2 separate regions of the Mus musculus genome follow, and region 2 is linked to region 1. A link is a contact called in public HiChIP or PLAC-seq data. All regions are on one chromosome and are shown on one strand. The core of a region is the stretch at or near the end of the contact, and the rest is flanking DNA. Distances in the headings are between cores, read along the strand shown. Region 1 overlaps Mical2 (microtubule associated monooxygenase, calponin and LIM domain containing 2). Region 2 overlaps Tead1 (TEA domain family member 1).

Region 1 (2,700 bases), core at 125-2,624:
AAGCCAAATCAAACCAAGACACTCTCTAAACAGCTCTGAGAAAGCCAATCCAAACAGCTAGTTAAGCTTATTTAATTAGAGGACTTTACCAAAAACTTAACATGAGGTTTCAAATCTCAGACTTTCATGATTAGCTGTATTTCCTGGAACACAGTAGGTGATCAGCAAAATGAGGCAAATGGGTAAATGAGCAAGAGCATAGATTAGGTGAATCAGAATTAAAACACACCGAGGCACATACTTAATAAATGTCAGCCAGGGGCAAGGGTCTTTTGGCACGCTGTGCTATGTCTCTTGGGCCTAGAATTGTGCCATGGGCAATAACTGATGCACAGGTAAAGGAACCAAAGGCAAACTCGGGCATCAGCAGCTGAGCTGGAGCCTGGAATCCCAGACATGCTCTCTGGGAGATGCCAGGACCCTCATAGTTAACAGGGGGGTTCTTCTGCTAGTGTTGGAAGCCCAACCACATCTGGTCTGGAAATGGCAGAGCCTGGAGAGATCTGGCACTGTCCAGGGGAGTCAGTGGACATGCCAAGTCCTTCCCCTAAACTGAGAGATGTTGGGCAGAGCCTTCTGGGCACTAGCCTCAGAGTGGCCAGGTGGATGGAGCCTCACACCACAGGGCTGCCATGAGTACGCGTGCGGGTTCTCTGTCTTCCAGAGACTGGTGCCCACTCCTTCCTCCTTATTTCCCCCATCACTTGGGTGGACCAGTGAGAACCCAAACAGGCGGGGCTCTTGGTAAAGCTCTCTTAGAGAGCCATGGCAACACAGCCTGTTCCTGAGGTCACACTGGCTCTCTCATCCTCTGCCCAGAGTCTAGAACAGTAAAGTACCACACATTCCAGGAAGAGACCCCAAAGCCTGGCACCAGAGTATTGGTGACATTTTTCCAAATATTACCCTTGGGTAATATTTCAGATCGCCCTGGCACAGCCCCAGAGAGTCCCGGGTCACCACAAGTGCAAGCCCCGCCAGCAGTTTAGGGGAGGACGGTTCCCCTAAACCGGTGCCCGTGTTTGAGATTTTAGAAGCTTCCATGGCAAAGAAGAGAGGAAACGGTGAGCTTTATAAAGAACCATATTTATTTTCATTTACAGCATCAAATATCATAAATAAACCTAAACATCGTTTGCTGTGTGTGTAAAATACAGGGTTCCATATGGCACTGTAAATGAATTCTCTAGGGTCAGAGACATGCCTTGCTGAGAGATGGGGAGGAGACTGTCTAAAGGGGCTGAGGGGGGGCGCGGGAGTGGGATGGGGGGAGGGAGAGGCTCTCTTTGGTTGACATTTTAGAGAGGGGAATGCTGGAAGAGAAGAAAAGAGGAGAGGAGAGGACTTTGTACTGGCTGGGCTCTGTGCCAACACAGCAGGCAAGTGCGGCATGCAGGACTGGGCGGAAGCTGGAGAGCAGGGTGGCCCTAGCTGCACGTGAGGGGGATTCTGGCTGCAGTCTGAAAATGTGGGGCTGGACTCTCATCTGCTCTCTGCCCTCCGTTGTGACTGCTTCTTGCACATGACTGGTGCACTGCTCCAGGTAAATGAGCAGAGACAATATGCCCTTTCCACAGATTGACAGGAGCATCAACAGTGGCTGACCTTCTCCTGTGACCACAACTGCTCCGATTAAAGCTTGTGGAACAGTAAGGGACTTAAGAGCCCAGAGGCACGTGAAAGGCATAGTAAGGCCCTAGGACTAACTATGCTGAACCAGGGCAAGGGCTCGCTATTGTCATTATATTCACAGCACAGAGAGCATGGGTCAAGCTGGCCTTGGAGTCTGGGGAAAAAAAGTATACTTTTAAAACTTCACCAAACTGAGTCACTTATGGTCTCAATTAAAGGCATTAGTAATCTTTGTATTAGAATGGGTTGAAGAAGATATGCCTAGACATGTCTTTTTTTCAGAGGTTACTACGTAGAAATGTTTTGAAAGGTGACAAGAGCCCTCGGTATTGTCTCACAATCATGGTGAACCCTCCCAGGAAGACAAAAGGTTTTGAAAGCGCAACATGCAAAGAAGCCAGCCCATGGTGCAGAGGAGAAGTGGCATGGGGCATGCACTTGTTGTGGACCCAGGCTGCTGGCTGGGCTCCAAAGAAGGGGAGGCAGAACGTGGCTTTCAAGCTGACCCCCGCCCCATGCTCTTTACCATTCATGCCTCTAGCGAGTCCATATTAGTAGGCAAGACACTCACAGTTAGCACAACCAGGACCACCGACGCACGCAGAGGATGGGGCGCAGAAAGCGGGTTAGGGGTTAGTACCTCTCTCTGAAAATTGCCAAGAAAATCAGTCACCTTAGAACAGAAGTGTCAGCCAAGAAGTGGGTGTAGGACTGGAAGGCTGAAACGTACTGGCGGCCGCAAAGTGAGATTGGAGAGAGAAAGACAGAAAGGAGGACTTAGCAAGGGCCTAAAACAAATACCAATCACAATGGAAAATGACACTGGAGGTGAGGAACAGAGCCACCACTGTCCCTCACAAAGGGACTGCCTGCTTAGGAGGGACAGACCTTCCTGGTGGTGGCCAGCTATTCATTTCCAAGAGTGGATGCCCAGGGTCTGCATAGTAACAGAACTCCACTCTTGTCTGTAAATGTTCCCAGGACCTTCTGCCCTCCACAGCCCCCTCTGTCTCCAGTTTACTCTGGGGTCTCATATTCATCCTTGAGGCAAATTCATCTCTAGAGTAT
Region 2 (2,700 bases), core at 169-2,668, 530 kb before region 1:
GACAGATACAAACCCACCACTCTCCACAAGTCATGAGCAGAGACACATTATGGAATTTCCTCCAGAAACCAACAAAAAAGAAGTTACTAACACGCTGAGTGGATTAAAGGCTCCAAGATCTGTTTGTAGGCAAGTTCTGGAAAGCAGGGTAGGGGCAGAGGCAGGTGTCAAAGGCAGGTCAAACAAACAAAAATATACCAACAAAAATATACCGCTGGGGCTGGGGATGTAACCCAGTCGGGAGAGTGCTCGACTACTATGCATGAGGATTTAGGTTTAGTCTTTTGCCTTCATAAACCAGGAATGTTGGCACATGCCTATAATCTACACATGGGATGCAAAAGCAAGAGGATCAGGAGTTCAAAGCCAGCCTTTGCTACATGAGACACTTAAGGCATGGCTTCTCCTCATTGTCCTCTTATTCAATATACCTATTTATTCAAAGCTATGGTTCACTGTTCAATTTCATGGATTAGGGGTTGGGGGGGAGACCTGTGCTTTGGGGCAAACATGAAAAATGCAATTATCAGTCCAGTGTGGTAGTCCATGCCTTTAATCCCAGCTCCTGGGAGGCAGAGGCAAGTGGATCTCTGTGAGTTCAAGGCCAGCCTGGTTTACAAAGAGAGTTCCAGGACAGTCAGACTGTTACACTGAGAAACCCTGTCTTGGGTAGGGAGAAAAAAAAAATCTTTAAAATGAAGCCTGGTCTAGGTGTGTGGGATCCAGACCCTGAAGAGGGGACAGGGCAAAGGGCCAAGGACAGAGAAACTGTCCCTGCAAACCCTGTGGCCTCTGGAGAACTGGCTACAAGGGAGCTGACAGCCCACATAGAAAGGACACTTGGCGGTGTCACAGGCTAACAAGGCAAAGCTTGCTGGGTGAGTAAGGAGAGAACCCCTAAGGTAAAGACATAAAGGGGCAGGGGCAGCCTGTGGACATACCCTTCCAACTTATCTCCCTTCATTTTTGAGTGTGCAGAGGGCTGGGCAGGAATTATGAGGTTATAGAAATGAAAACCATCCAGGACTGTCCTTGACAAGAGCCAGTGTAATGGGAACTGATGGATGGGCCGTTTTCAAACCACCACTTTGAATCTCCCCTCTGCATCCTCTCTGAGCCATGATCAAAGGACCAAGATTTCAAATTGTGAAGCAATTTTTTCCCAATGGCAGCATCTGGCTGCTTGGCAGGCGGCACCAGGAGCTGGGCCTTGCTGTGGGCGGCTGTCCAGGCCTGCCACATGGTGAGGCTAGGCCAGGCAGGGCACGCCTTGCGGGCTTTGCAGCTGCTCCCACAGGCGCCAAAGGACAATTGCTCTGCACAGGGCAAAGGGGCCCTGAGAGACTGAGCTTAACTAGGGAGCGAGGGGGTAGGTTTGGAGAGAGCTGGCAGCCCCAGAGCCCTCCCACACTGCTTCATTTGCATGCCCACCCCACAGGATTCAGGGGTCTGGGCAGGGGAGGCCTGCGTTGTGCTGGACACCGCTCCAGTTAGACAGCCTGCCTATGGGGACAGGGAAGGAAGGGGCTGCCAGCAGGGAAGTGGGCCCCTGAGTGCAGCCATTCACTGGAGTCTGTGTGCCCTGACACAACACCACTGAAGCAGAGGCCACAGCTGTTTTAAATAAGAATAACAGGAATAAACTCAGCCAGCCTAGCTCTTCAACTTACTTCCCACTAATTATGGCATATATTTACATCCACAAAATAGACGATTTTTAAAAACACCACCGGGACCCTTTATTGTGCAGACTGCACACCCCCATTTGAATTTCATAAACATTCAGTACTTCAAAGAATCTTAAAAGCTTGCTCTAATTACAATAAGCCTCGTCTGAAAAGGCTGTCTGTTTGCATTGCAAATTTCCCACCAATGCAAGTATTCATTTACAAAAATGCAATTAATATTACCCACACAACTCCAGGTAAGGACCCACTGTAGGCTTCAGGCTGGAACTGTCATAGACTCAAGGTCTTAGCCCTACCAACTAAGTCTCTGTTCAGACTGCTTGCTTTCCAACTGAGCCAGGTAATGAAGTCCTGGGCGTCCAGCGGAGGTGGCCTGACCTTACCTAGTTCATCAGTGTACAAAGAATGCTGCCACTTTCCCAGGTTGTTGCTTATTTAAGAGGGACATTCCATCCATGAAATGTCCCTCTTAAATAAGCAACAACCACCAGGCAACCAATCACACACAGTGAAATAACAGCTGTACGTGAATAAGCTATAGGTTACCCAGTGAAACCTGCATGGCAGATACACATCACCAGTACTTTGGTACACAAGCGTTCCAGTGATCTCATAGACACTAGCTCTGGGATTTAAATTTAAATGGGAAGGCCTCAGTGTTAGTTACTCCCCCAATAATTCTACTAATGCTAATGAGTCATCTTTACTAAAAAGAACAAAAACTAAGACATATCCTCAAATGCTGACTGCTGTAAGAAAATGTCCTAATTGTATACAAATACTGTATCCATCCATGTACAACCCTCAGACTGGGTTGACAGGTAACTGGGCCTAGAGTCTGTCTCACATTTTATATCGTATTCTTTTATCTTCTTGAATTACTTGTAACTAACTTGTATTACTTTCAAAAGATTATAATTTTTATTCTTTTCCTGACTGTGTGCATGCACGACTGCGTACATGAGTGCAGGTGTACAGGGAAGCCAGGGGTGTTTGATCTGTGGGAGCTGGA

Evidence for each region. HiChIP or PLAC-seq counts read pairs in DNA pulled down with a chosen protein or histone mark.
Region 2: a contact with region 1 is called in an H3K4me3 HiChIP or PLAC-seq map of embryonic basal ganglia, with 4 times the contacts expected there. The contact joins two enhancer-like sites. A contact is called at or near these places in 7 of 39 promoter capture datasets (the C10 cell line, cranial neural crest, embryonic stem cells and 4 more), 1 of 115 datasets of contacts at active chromatin or transcription factors (embryonic basal ganglia) and 1 of 9 other capture datasets (macrophages).

Annotation. Positions count from the first base shown.
Region 1 is chr7:112,353,560-112,356,259 of GRCm38.p6, reverse strand. Mical2 (microtubule associated monooxygenase, calponin and LIM domain containing 2) reads right to left here. Exons shown (of 26, transcript NM_001193305.1): 26 at 2,285-2,361. The coding sequence ends at 2,321. Among named protein-coding and RNA genes, the nearest start is that of Micalcl, 20 kb to the left of the region's middle. Within about 2 kb of position 1,374, at least 54 of the 459 cell types and tissues checked have an H3K27ac peak or open chromatin away from gene starts, as enhancers often do. A contact at or near this core is called in embryonic basal ganglia, where this site is marked.
Region 2 is chr7:112,882,664-112,885,363 of GRCm38.p6, reverse strand. The region is part of intron 10 of Tead1 (TEA domain family member 1); the gene reads right to left. Among named protein-coding and RNA genes, the nearest start is that of Rassf10, 70 kb to the left of the region's middle. Within about 2 kb of position 1,418, at least 112 of the 459 cell types and tissues checked have an H3K27ac peak or open chromatin away from gene starts, as enhancers often do. A contact at or near this core is called in embryonic basal ganglia, where this site is marked.